2 separate regions of the Capra hircus genome follow, and region 2 is linked to region 1. A link is a contact called in public Hi-C data. All regions are on one chromosome and are shown on one strand. Each heading gives the region's core, a stretch centred on a gene start, on an enhancer-like site or on the middle of the called end of the contact. The rest is flanking DNA. Distances are from core to core; before and after follow the strand shown.

Region 1 (7,074 bases), core at 272-2,771:
AAAACCATAGCCTTGACTAGATGGACCTTAGTCGGCAAAGTAATGTCTCTGCTTTTGAATATGCTATCTAGGTTGGTCATAACTTTTCTTCCAAGGAGTGTCTTTTAATTCCATGGCTGCAGTCACCATCTGCAGTGATTTTGGAGCCCCCCAAAATAAAGTCTGACACTGTTTCCACTGTTTCCCCATCTATTTGCCATGAAGTGATGGGACCAGATGCCATGATCTTCATTTTCTGAATGTTGAGCTGTAAGCCAACTTTTTCACTCTCCTCTTTCACTTTCATCAGGAGGCTTTTTAGTTCTTCTTCACTTTCTGCCATAAGGGTGGTGTCATCTGCATATCTGGTGTTATAGATATTTCTCCCAGCAATCTTGATTCCAGCCTGTGTTTCTTCCAGTCCAGCGTTTCTCATGGTGTACTCTGCATATAAATGAAATAAGCAGGGTGACAATATACAGCCTTGACGCACTCCTTTTCCTATTTGGAACCAGTCTGTTGTTCCATGTCCAGTTCTAACTGTTGCTTTCTGACCTGCATACAGATTTCTCAAGAGGCAGGTCAGGTGGTCTGGTTAACACTTTACTATGATTACATATACTACTGTTGTGTGTGTGTCCCATGCTCTTTTACAACTGGGTCTTCTATCTGTTGAAGAGTAGGGTAACTGGATTTTGCAGAAATGAGTGGGTCAACTGGTGGAAACCCTCAAAAACCCAATTAACGCAGCAGTACAAGACCTTTTCTTCTCCTGTAACGTTGCTCCATCTTCTTCGTCCCCAAATCAAAACCCAGTGTTTGAATTTAACGATGGGGTTCTGCGTGTCTAGCAGGGAGGTAGCTGGAGAACAAGGTGAAAGGGCCAGAGCCCCCCGTCCCTACCCTCCAAGCGTTTCACAAAAACTAGCTAAAGAATGAGTCAGGGTCTCCTTGTATTAAACAAAGAGAGCACCAGCCTTGCGGTCCCTGACCAGGTGGGATGATTTGAAGAGCTGGGCGGATTCCGGACTAGGGAGAGGTTTAGAGGAAGGCGTGTGGTCCAATCTCCTGATTTGAAATTGGCTACAAGTGAATGCAGCCTTTATTGCCCCTCGGGTGTATCCACAGGGAGTGCTCACGAGGTTGTGTGTGTGTGTGTGTGGGGGGGGGTGTGTGTGAGACAGGGCGAGGGGAGGGGTCACGATCAGCAACCCCCCACCCCTCCCCAGCCCGGGGGCCTCTAAACGTGCACGCTCTGCGTGGGGGGCAGCGTGGGCGACCGGGGGGCCCGGTCCCGCTAGCCCGCGCGCAGTGTGCAGGTGCCGAAAGCAGGCGGCAGTCTGACCCCACCGTGGCGCGCCCGGTGCGGGAGCCTGGGAGCACCCTGAGCCGCGGGCTGCGAGGCGCGGCCGCGGGCGGCAGGAGGCAGCGTCGGCCCAGGCGGCGCGGCGGCGAGCGAGGCAGCGCGCGGTGATGTCAGTGGCGGCCCGGCTGGCAGCAGCCGGTACTTCCTGTATAAAGGCGGGCGGGCTCGGCTGCAAACCCTACTAGCCAGTGTCAGCCTCTCGGCGGGAGGAGGAGGAGAAGGCGGAGGAGGAGGAGGAGCAGGGGGAGGGCTGTCAAATTCGGGAGCCAGATTTTTTTCCCTTCCCTTGGCAATCCCTTCCGCTTCCCCGGCTCCTGGCGTGACATCTGCGGACCGGGGACCTGTATGTGTGTGCGCGCGAAGGAGCGGAAGAATGGCAGTGCTCAAACTCACCGACCAGGTAGGGGGCGGCGGCGCCGGCGGGCGGGACGCGCGGGCGCAGGGCGGCGCGGAGCCCCGGCAGGGGGATGGGGGCGCGGCACGGAGCGCGCCCGCGAGCTGTTTACTCGCGGCGAAGGGGAGGAGTGTGTGCGGCCGCCGGCTGCTCCGAAAGCCGGCGGCTGCAGCCCTCCTCCCCGGCTCGGTCCCCGCCCTGGGCCGTCGGAACTGCGCGCTCGGCTCGGCGGCTGGGGCGCCCCGGGGGCTGGGGAAGGGGCGGCGGGGCTCTAGCTGGCGTGCGGGGGTGCGTTGTCCACGGGCCCGGGCTGGGCAGGGGGAGGGGAGGCTCGAGGTGCTCCTCCGGCGCTGCGCAGCTTGGGCTCCGCCAGCCCGGGCGGGCGGGAGAGAGGCTGGTGCGCGCCGCCGGGAAGAGGAAGGTGGATGGAGAGGGAGAAGGATCGCAGCCTGGGACCCTTTTCCCAGCCAAGCTGGAGACCGGCCCAGACCGCGGCTCTTGTGTGGCCGGGCTGTCTTTATCCTTTTGACGTGACACCCTGACTTCCTCTTTGGTAGCCCAGGGGCTGTGTGTGCGTCGTGCACGATGGAGATCTCAGGCACGGCTGTCCCTAGAGGAGGTGAAGTTCGGCCCGGGGTTCCACTCACAGTCGGTGGGCTACCCTCTGCCTGTGTTGATGAGCTTTGTCGCTTTCCGGCTAAGCCACAGCACGGGGTAGCTCTAGAGCCCTTTGCTTGGAGAGGTGGGGATGTTTGCTAGCTCGGTTGACAGTCCTCGCTGGAGGTCTGAGGCACGAGACACCCCTACCTTTGCGGACGCTGCAGCTCTGAGGGCATTGACACAAGCGCCCAGCCAAGTTGTATGACAAAACTCTGTAACTCCTCCTACGAAAAAAGGAAACAGCTTCCTTTTATTTCTTTTGCCATTTATTCATGGATAGTGAAATGAACATTGTTTTGAGGTCCTGGTAGGCGGAGAGGCAGACTTGACTTTGACACAGGCGGTCAAACATGCCAGCCCTTGGTGTTTAAACATCTCATGCTTCTCAAGTGGGTTGCATCTGGTGCCTCCCTGTCCTCAGTATCCAGCCAGAACTTCCTGAGACTTAAGTGCAATCAATCACCACAGTAATTTGTTATCCTGCCTTTAGAGTCAAAGTTTTGCTTTGCTTTCTGTATTTACAGGCTTTAAAAATTTTCTTTTTATATGGGGGAGGGATCACTGAATTAAAATGAACCTTACTGTTAAATTTAGCAGGAGGAGCAGCTGGTAGTGATGAATCTATTTGTTTCCATTGGTTCCAGAGCATTTAAGAGTACTTGTAAGTTGATATTAGTTTAGCCCTCCCCCCAACCCCCCACCTTTTAGTCACATACTTTGACAACTGTTAGACATTTGTTTTAAATCTTTCGATTTTAGTCTGCCTTGGTCATGTTATCTTTTGCCATTGCAAGTTACTATATTTCTCTGTTAATTTCTAAATATTCATCTTCAAAGTACACAAAATGCTTCTAATAGGTGTTGTCATTTTCACATACACAAAAGAATTTTACATAGAACTTTAGAGCTGGAAGGGATGCCAAAGGTGATCTTCATCCAAATCCTTAATTTTTTAACAAAGAAACTGAGGTCTAGACAAGAGAAGCAAGTCTTCCTCAAGGACACAGCTCTTGGACTTGTAGGGCAGAGATGCACTCCTGTCTCCTGCCTTCCAGATTCCTGTCCTTTCTTCTAGGGATGGTTGATATCTCCTGCTGTCTTATCATCAGCTGTGTTGAAAGGCTGACAAGGCATCCTCTGCTAAATCAGGATCAACCCTGGTGAAAAGTATTTTTTGATTTTAGAAAGTTATTCTCCAGGACTTGTCCGAGTAGAACTTTTCAAAGAGTTTCTCTTTTAAAGTGTTTTTGAATACATCCCCACCCTTCCCCCAACAAACTAGTGTCACTGTGGAGGGCAAGAAAGGGTTGTATAACGTTTATTTGATTCCATCTCCTGATGCATAACAGGAAACTAAGGAGTTCTAAGATTCATGGACACCTAGAAGTTGACAGCCTATGGGGCAAAGCCTGAGGGAGAGGAGGTGGACTGGGTGGGGTAGAGTGGTGAACAATTATGGTTTCTGGGAGGCCTTAGGTCCAGGAACTGTGTGGTCTTTCTTGCCTTATATAGTCTTACCTTTCAGTTTGAAACTCTAAATTCTTAGAAGCTGGTTCTTAACCTCATCAGAGGCTTAAAATCCTTTGCTTAAACTCCTACTACAGGAGCTTTGCTTCACCGTTATGGTAGGGAACCACCTGCTTCAGATCTGGACCTTACGAGTTTGTAGAAATGGCTCGCTCTCCACTCAGCTGTGTATTAAAACAATCACGTGTTAATTCTCTCTCATTTTTTTAATGCCCTGTTTGCAAGGTGGATCTTGTTTTTGTCAAAGTTCTTGGACTTTTAGTATGAAGACACATTCTTGTGTTAATAACCTGAATCACTAGTTGTCTTGGGTTTTTTGTTTTATTATTTAGATTTTTGTTTTTGAGTTTTATAATTCATTTAATTGACATAACTGGTTTATAATAGATAAGTTTCATGTGTATATGAAAGAATTGGCATTTCCTGTCCTGCTGAAACTGGGTGCAGGAGCTTGCTGGCGATGGTGGTCACCTCCTCGGTAGTCAGTCCCTCGCTGACATCTCTGTCATGCAAGAGGAGGAAAATGCCTTTTCCTAGCTCTGTTTTGGGAGAGTTAAAAGAAAGGAGGAAGGGAGAGGCAAGTGTGGGGTTTAGTTTTTTTTTTCTTTTTTCACTATGAAAAGGAACTAGGAGCTATTGCTGCAAATAGACTTGGCATTGAGCACTTCTGCATTTGTAACTGTGTCTCTTCTGTTTTCCCCTTCACACAATACACATCATTTTTCTTACAGCGTTAGGGGGGCTGATCTTCCTGATTTGCCAAGACTGAGGGGTTTTCAAGGATATGGGACTTTTGGTACTAAAACCAGGAGATTCTAGGCAAATCAGGACAAGCTGATCACCCTATACAGCACAGAACACACTCACCTATGTAATTAACATAACAAGGTAATTATTTCCTCATCGATGGATATTGGGATTTTATTTATATCTTTATAAAGTGAGATAATTTTAAGTTTGGGAAGAATTTCTTTACATCTAAATGTAATACATCTTAGTTATAGATGTGAAATTCCTTGCAATATTGAACTTTATGGGATGAGGGGGGTGTTCTTTATGTCATATAGTGAAGACATTGCAGTGATTTTAAGAATGTCATATCTGGCCTGGTACCTCCTCCCCAAAGTTTTTCAAAGTTCTGAAGCAGAATGGTAAGTTCTGTCGGACCTTTGAAATGTTCACCATTCTTTCCTGAATTTGCTAATGACAGCAGAATGCCATCTCCTTCTCTAGGATTCTTGCTGTAGGTGGCCCTTTTTGGAGCTTCCTGCCTGGAGGCCTTCTGGTTTGGTGTCCTCTTGCCAAGTCCTGGCTCATATTTTAGTCACTCACCTCCTTGCCAAAGGCAATGGCTGGCAGCTGTGGCAGTGGCAAGAAACTGGAAATCCTGCAACTTTGAAAGCAGTGTTTCTAGACCATAGTGTGGGGCACATTACATATTTTACTGGGCTGCCCTTGTCCTCCCAGCAGCGCTGGGCTTATAGCAAACTCTGTGTCCAGTCCTGCCTTCAGCAGAGAAGGGAAAATAAAAGCTTCATTCTTTGGACCCTTCTCTGGTTGTTTTGAGATGCAGTCACGTGGTTTGGGGAGTGCACTTGAGGACTGGTGTTTCATGGCAGAGACCTAATAATGGCTTACATTATTGTGATCTTATTATATGCTGGGCCCTTGCCGTGAATCATCTGTCTTAATCTTCACAGCCATACAAGGAGGTAGGTGGTGGTGTGATTCCTGCTTTACAGATGAATAAAGAGGCTAATTGACTTGTTTGAGGTCACTCACCCAGTATGTGATGGAGTGCAGTGTCCTGCACAGCGGTCTGATTGCACAGGTGGGGCTCTAACCACATGGCTGTACTTACAATAGTTGAAAGGGCAGTGTAGCTGAAGCCCTTACAGATGCCTGCTCTTATTTACCGGGAAGCCATCAGGTGAGCCAGACTCCCACAGTAGGTATGGCAGAGTCAGGAGCTGTTCTGAGGTCTCTACTCCTGCCAGACTAGTGCCTGACTTATCCTGTTTGCCTTTCACCTCCCTACCCTAGAGAATGATGTGTTGATTGGTGAGTTGGTGATTGTTTTTTTCTTGGTCATTAGTAAATGAACTATGATCATTGTAGAAAAATCAGAAAGCTAGATAACCAAAAAGAAAACCTGTTTAAACCATCTGAAGTCTCTATATCTGTATACTCAGAGCTATGATATACTTCCCTCTAGTCTTCTGTCTAGGTAGCCAGGTGAGAATTTAAAATTTCTACCTGATGATATCTTTCTCTTGAGCATAAAGGTTATACCTATGATGTTTAGACCAATGGCTTTTCCAAATAAATTGAAATTTATGCCTGCCAATACGCAACTGGCTGCTTTAGTGTAGATACAACAGCGGTACACAAGGTCTAGCCCTGGATTGACTGAAACTTTTTTTTAAGGTTTCAACTTTTACTTCCTCTTTTTCTCTAAACAGAGAGTAAATATAAACTAAAAAAAGGCGCACTTGTTTGTGCCAGCAACAGGCCTGAAACATTTTTTAAAATGATTCCTTCTTTTTAAAGGAATGGCTTCTTTTGTTATCAATATAATGTGAATTTTATAGGTGAAAGTAGAACATGAAATAATTTAAAAACAGGGGCTACAGAGATCTGATAATCTGTGGTTTCCAAACTTGCATAAACTATGGTTCTTTTTGTTTTTTTTTCCCCAAGGAAAATTCCATATTGAAGCTCAATATATAATAGAAGTTGGTGGGAGTAGTAACAGGGTCCTTTCAAGGATTATTTGTGTTTAGTATTATTTGAAAATGCCCTGTAAAACTGCTGGTGACTGGGTCAGTTTTTTTTTCCCCCCTGAAACACTATGGACTTAAAAAACAGATATGTGTTTATGGTTGATTAGGAGTTATATAGAACATGGATGGCCATATTATTTTGATTCAAACTGGGACACCTTTGAGAATGATACAGGGTACTATTAACTATTAGGTTGAGGAAACAGGTGTGGCTGTCCCCAGTAAACCTGGACACATGGTCACACCACTTAGACTATGTTTGCTCACTTCAGACTTAACAGTAATAGTGAGACTAGTCACTCGCTTTGCAGTCGGATTTATACTGAAGCAGGTATAATAAAGACTGTTTTATGACCTTATGTAAG
Region 2 (6,904 bases), core at 3,779-6,278, 120 kb after region 1:
ATACAGAGAATGTTAACAAAACTAAGATAGGAAATAAAACCTCTATAGAAATTTCTCAAAACAGGAAACTGTTGTAGAAGTATATTGTTGTTCTTTCTGTTTCACCAAAATTACATTGGTTTAAATATGCTGCATATGCTAACCTCTTGGATCTATTGTGCTCTTACTTAAAATAACTTTCTTTAAATGTTAACTCCTGAACACTGTTTAATTAACTTAGCTAAAGTTGAGATTTGATCTCAAGCCATTTCAAACTAGACAGAGTGAAGAAAGATGTGGGTAATTGGCAGCAGATCCCAATACAAATATGGCATTTGGCAAAGTATGTCTGTGTTGTTTTGCTTTGCTTTTCTCTTTATGGTTGTGGCCTATTTTTGAAATGCTATGATTTAAATTCAGTGCTCAAGTGACAAGTCTGACAAAACAGAACTTATTTCCATGGAGGTTCTGTTGGGGTGGAGATGGAAGTGTTCCAGGAACTAAAGGGAGTAACCTCGATTTCACCTGGAAGCAGGAGTGTGTTGGGGGCAAGAGATTTGGGCTATATATAAAGAGGAGAGGAAAATTGCCAAGATGCAGAGCCAAATTTGCATCCAGGAATAGAGCAACATCAAAGAAGTAAAAACAGAATCTGTCGTTTCCACTGTTTCCCTGTAAGCTGTAACTGGGGAGCCCAAGATACATGGAGATGGGAAAGCTCTCTCCTGGGATGCCTGGATTGCCGTGATAGTGTTCTAACTGGGTTCTCTTAACTCCTTCTTCTCCTTGAACGCCCACCCACAATGTGGCCAGATTAACTGCAAAGACTGTGCCGTTTTCTTGCTCAAGACCTTCAGTTCCTGTTTGCTCAGAAGATTAGGTTAAAACTCCTGCTGGCATTGTGCTCCCTCAACTCTGTTGCTTTTTCTAACCTCATTGTCTACAGTTCTCCAGCATGAAAGATGTACTCTCCACAGTCCTCACAGTCTCATTCAAAATCTAGCTTACACCTCCCTTCTCATTCTTTCTCAGAATTCAGGTTTGAGATTGTTCCTATTTGTTTTCTAACTTTTGGCAAGATTGTTTCATTGTTAGTCATTGTGTTGGGAGTACTGTATCTAGAAATATATACACATATATAGTCATTATATGGTGTATATACACACACATATAGAGAAATGCTATGATATTTTCCCTTAGTGAGTTGTAAAGTTGTAATATTTCTCCATAGAAAGTTCATTGAAATTGAGGCTGAATCACTGGTTCTTATATCATCGGACTTTATCTTCACCACCAGACATGAAACCATTTAGCTCAGATTGGGACTGGAACCCTCATGGCTGGGACTCGAACCCAGCCAAAACCCTGCTAATGAGTGGGAGGATTATTCCAACTATTTTTGGGAAAGTGAAAGTGAAGTTGCTCAGTCGTGTCCAACTCTTTGCGACCCTATGGACTGTAGCCTACCACGCTCCTCTGTCCGTGGGATTTTCCAGGCAAGAGTACTGGGGTGGGTTGCCATTTCCTTCTCCAGGGGATCTTCCCGACCTAGGGATCGAACCCGGGTCTCCCGCATTGTAGGCAGATGCTTTACCATCTGAGCCTCCAGGGAAGTCTTATATATAATATATTTATTTTATATTTATTGTATTAATATGACATGTGAGAGAGAAAGTACTGAACTGAGAGAATCTGGAAAACTAAATTCTAGTCTCAACTTTGCCACTAACAGGCAAATCACTTGACCCCCCTTCACAGCTCCAAACAGGGAATTAATCTCCTTTATGACCATTAGGAAAATATAAAGGAAAGTAAAACCATGTTTGTTTATAATAACCTTAAACAGTAAAGGTTCATGTCCCATCCAGAAGACATAAATATGGGGCACAGCTGGATGAGTCAAGAGAGATGATGTATTATTCAGGTGAGTCGCTGTTATTTTGGTTTTATAGATTAGACCTCTGAGTACAGTGAGTCTGTGCAGCAGTTTTGAGGTTGCCCAGGATAACAAAGGCCAAATCAGACTCAGTGTGGTTCTTTCTCCCTTTCCTATAAATAAACACTTTTTTCCCCAGTATGAAGGGTCCCTCTGCTTTGCTGGTGGTCTTAAGTGGATTATAATCCTAACTTGACTTATTTGCTCTGTAATTTTTAAGGAAATCTCCCTGAATCCCATGCACTTGTCTGTGAAAGTTTTTGAGCTTATTACCTCAAAAATCAACACTAATCACTATTTTTTATTGAGCATTGGCCTTGTACAGGAGATATGGCATATGTTATGTCATTTCTTAAACGTATCTTATAAAATGGCTCAGTTCAGTTCAGTCGCTCAGTCACGTCCGACTCTTTACGACCCATGGGCTGTAGCTCACCAGGCTTCCGTTGCCCATCACCAACTCCCAGAGCTTGCTCAAACTCCTGTGCATCCAGTCGGTGATGCCATGCAACCATCTCATCCTTCGTCAACCTCTTCTCCTCCTGCCTTCAGTCTTTCCCAGCATCAGGGTCGTTTCCACTGTTGGTTCTTCACATCATGTGGCCAAAGGATTGGAGCTTCAACTTCAGCATCAGTCCTTCCAATGAATATTCAGGACTGATTTCCTTTAGGATGGACTGGTTGGCTCTCCTTGCAGTCCAAGAGACTCTCAAGAGTCTTCTCCAACACCATAGTTCAAAATCATCAGTTCTTTGGCGCTCAGCTTTCTTTATGGTTCAGCTCTTAACACCAATACATTACTACTGGAAAAACCATAGCTTTGACTAGATGGACCTTTGTTGACAAAGTAATGTCTCTGCTTTTTAATATGCGTCTAGGTTGGTCATAGCTTTTCTTCCAAGGAGCAAGCATCTTTTAATTTCATGGCTGCAGTCACCATCTGCAGTGATCTTGGAGCCCAAGAAAATAAAGTCTGTCACTGTTTCCATTGTTTCCCCATTTATTTGCCATGAAGCGATGGGACCAGATGCCATGATCTTAGTTTTTTAAATGTTGAGTTTTAAGCCAGCTTTTTCCCTGTCCTTGTTTACTTTAATCAAGAGGCTCTTTAGTTCTTCTTTGCTTTCTGCCATAAGGGTGGTGTCATCTGCGTATCTGAGGTTATTGGTATTTTTTGCAGCAATCTTGATTCCAGCTTGTATTTCATCCAGCCCAGTGTTTCTCATGATGTACTCTGCATATAAGTTAAATAAGCAGGGTGACAATATACAGCCTTGACGTACTCCTTTACCTGTTTGGAACCAGTCTGTTGTTCCATGTCCAGTTCTAACTGTTGCTTCTGGACCTGCATACAGAGTTCTCAGGAGGCAGGTAAGGTGGTCTGGTATTCCCATCTCTTTAAGAATTTCCCACAGTTTGTTGTGATCCACACAGTTGAAGGCTTTGGTGTAGTCCACGAAGCAGAAATGGATGTTTTTCTGGAACTCTATTGCTTTTTCTATGACCCAAGGGATGTTGGCAATTTGATCTCTCGTTCCTCTACCTTTTCTAAATCCAGCTTGAACATCTGGAAGTTCTCTGTTCGTGTACTATTGGAGCCTTGCTTGTGGTTTCCTCATCTATAAAACAGAGTCATCATCATCACATGACCCTGTATTATAGATGAGGAAACCATGGCTAAGATTTAGCTCAAAGTCTCTCTGATACCATACATGAGTCTCCCTCCTGTGGCAGAAGAGAGAGAGATCTCAGGTCTGTAAAAATCAACATTGCTTCCAGATTTCAAGCTTACAGTTACTGTTGTTTCATCATTTCCTTTTACCTGACCTTTTGTAAGTATCTAGTAGCAACGTTGACATGCTTGGGTTTCATTTTTCCTCCAGCCAGCGCTCCTCTGGTGAAGGTGCTAATAGGCACTCTTAAAGAGCAGAGAGATCTCTCTTTAAGGAGGATCTCAAGAAAGGAAGGTGAGGCAAAGGAAATGAATGTTCCAGAAACTGAATAACTGGTCCTTGAATAATTATATCATAGTCAATGCCTCCGTGTCATAATCATTTTGGAAAAGGATGGATAAATTAATTTTTCCATTTTCTGATTAACTGTAGTTCTTCTTTCACAAGTGTAAAGTTAATAAATCTCTACGATAGAGTATTACCGATACTTTGAGTTTTATGCTTTTTTCTGTTTTTAATAAAAAATTGGAAATATTATAGACACTTTGTGGCAAAGTTTGTAGGAGACATTTTCAGTCATGTAGTCTTGCATTAAAAATGTTTATGAGGACTCAGTATATTTTGTACAGTTCTTAAGGGAAACAGATTTTGCTTTTACGATCATCATTGTCTTTCTGTGATGGAGTGAACTTCTCCCCAAATAAGGAGTGATCTATATTCAAGAATCACTCAATGGCACTCTGTCAGCAGATCACGCAGCAGGCAGGACCCACATGAATAGAGCTAACAAGTTCTGTCCATTAAATCTAGTGACTCGAGCAAATTTTTATTATCCTTTTGTAAAAATGCAAGCACTGCCTCACACAAAAACCAGTTGTTACCTAATGAAGTGTTTCAGCATGTTCATATAAGTTGATGGTTTCACATGGTCAGATTATTGCTATATCAGCTATTAGCTACTAATAACATGCTCCCATCCTGCTTTAATGACATACTGTACTCAGAATACTTAAGTGTGGACAGATGTTTAGGAATATCATTTTTCCCTCTTGGCTGTTGATTGATTCCCAAAACTCACTCTTGATTAGAATGCAAGATGTTTTCATTTAGACTTGGAATCTTTACTTATTCAGCCTAATCAGAAAAAGACAAACAGCATGCCAACAAATTGGAATGTAATGCTGAGCATCTTCTTGGACTTCCTACCATGGGCTATATTTTCAGATGCTCAGCGACAGCCTCTATCACTCTGCTTATCTTCCAAAGCCAACATATTAGAAAAGAATATGAAGCTCTGACAAAGCGAAATGCACTATACAGTGGTTTTAGCTAAAATCAAACTGTTAGTTTCAATAGAAGATTTTGGAGAGTGCTAACCGATGGGGATCTGTCATTGCAAGACAGGACGGAGTGGATCCTTTAAGTCAACTGTGCTTTCCTCACAGTTGAGCTTTATTCCTAAGCCAGTGGCATATCTGATACCACTAGCAGCACTTTTAAAAAGTGCAGTTGAGGAAATAATTGGATTTTGTACGTGAAGAAAATAATTCTTTAACATCTGGGTTTTAAATAGCTTTATTCTTCCTAAAAACCTGGACCCTCAGGGATCAATAGGAAAGTTTAAAAAATTTTTGTTTTGGGGTGTGATGCAGGTTGTATTTACTTTTTTCTAAGAATTCTCCCAGAAGCTTGAATCCTTTCATGTCTTGAATAAAACGGATCCTCCAGCTACCTTAATCACACAACTTGAATATTTACTCTTACCTCCCAGGTAACAAATTAACTTCTTGCTCCCCCTAGTGGTATTGTTACTCTACTTCACAGTTTGAGAATACTGTTGTCAGTACGTTATTTGATTTAGCGTCTTATATTTGGGAATTGGATATTTTCCTCATTTGTTCTCAAAGACTGAGAATAAAATAGAAAAATACTGTAGTGTGTGGTCTGATAGGGATGTGGGTAGTGAAAGTGAAAGTGGCTTTTTGCGGATAAATGTTTAGTTCCTAATGTCAGCAATGGCCACATTGCTCATAATGGTTGCCAAATTCAAGGGGCTTCTGCTCTGCTCTTCTGTCTTAGAGGGGTCAAATGTCATCAGGCTGGCAGTCACCTCTAGAAGGCAGCTGTTCACACTTCTGGCAAGTGTGAACAGCCCTACCAGTTCACTCTTCTACCAGTAGAGTGCTGGTAGTTGGTGGTATTGAAAGACAAGGAAAGGTACCATCTGAATATTGACCCCTACTTGTGCCATTGGTTAAGCAAGCCCAGGAAGTATCCTTCTGAATCTACATGAGGGACTGTGCCAGTATCCACAGCACATGGAAATCATTTCCAATCTACAGCTGCTAAACATGCTAAAACAATTCTGGTAACTGAAGCTGCAAATCTCTCTTTAAGAATTTAAATTTCTTTAGGGATTGATAACCAGTGGTTTCATGACATCAGAATCTTTCTCTTTTTCCTGCCACTATTTGTTTTTCACAGCTCTGACCCTTGTTAAAAATGTATTTATTCAAATTTGCACACAAAGCACTTGTATTTTGTATATGCTAGCATTGAAATGGGTGAAAATTCTAAAAAAAATTCTTGTTCATGCCAAGGCTTGGGACTCTGTTCTTTTGCATGGAAGGCCCTATCAAGGTCAAGGCAAAAGATACAGTGATTTCCAAATAAATAGTCAACAGAGTATAAATACTTGGTATTTATGAACAAGAGTACTGTAATTAGAATATTCACTCTTTTTTAAAGTCATGTAATAGAGACAGAATTTAGATGTATCTTTTCCCAAATATTTATTCTCAAGGCAAGTGTTTGCCTCAGTTCAGATCAGTTCAGTTGCTCATTCATGTCCAACTCTTTGCGACCCCATGAATTGCAGCACGCCAGGCCTCCCTGTCCATCACCAACTCCCGGAGTTTACTCAAACTCATGTCCATTGAGTCAGTGATGTCGTCCAGCCATCTCATCCTCTGTCATCTCCTCCTCCTGCCCCCAATCCCTCCCAGCATCAGGGTCTTTTCCAATGAGTCAACTCTTCACGTGAGGTGGCCAAAGTATTGGAGTTTCAGCTTTAGCATCATTCCTTCCAAGGAACACCCAGGACTGATTTCCTTTAGGATGGGCTGGTTGGATCTCCTTACAGTCCAAGGGACTCTCAAGAGTCTTCTCCAACACCACAGTTCAAAAGCATCAATTCTTCGGCCCTCAGCTTTCTTCACAGTCCAACTCTCACATCCATACATGACCACTGGAAAAACCGTAGCCTTGACTAGACGGACCTTTGTTGGCAAAGTAATGTCCCTGCTTTTTAATATGC

The links. Hi-C and Micro-C count contacts between places; a contact is called where the count stands out from the background.
Region 2: a contact with region 1 is called in a Hi-C map of blood, with 5 times the contacts expected there. The contact joins the enhancer-like site here to the promoter of ANKRD44 in region 1. A contact is called at or near these places in 3 of 5 Hi-C or Micro-C datasets (all in blood).

Annotation. Positions count from the first base shown.
Region 1 is chr2:50,083,249-50,090,322 of ARS1.2, forward strand. It overlaps ANKRD44 (serine/threonine-protein phosphatase 6 regulatory ankyrin repeat subunit B), which reads left to right and starts at 1,522. Exons shown (of 28, transcript XM_018061363.1): 1 at 1,522-1,745. The coding sequence starts at 1,719.
Region 2 is chr2:50,199,208-50,206,111 of ARS1.2, forward strand. All of the region lies in intron 1 of ANKRD44 (serine/threonine-protein phosphatase 6 regulatory ankyrin repeat subunit B), which reads left to right. Among named protein-coding and RNA genes, the nearest start is that of ANKRD44, 120 kb to the left of the region's middle. Within about 2 kb of position 5,029, at least 1 of the 5 cell types and tissues checked has an H3K27ac peak or open chromatin away from gene starts, as enhancers often do.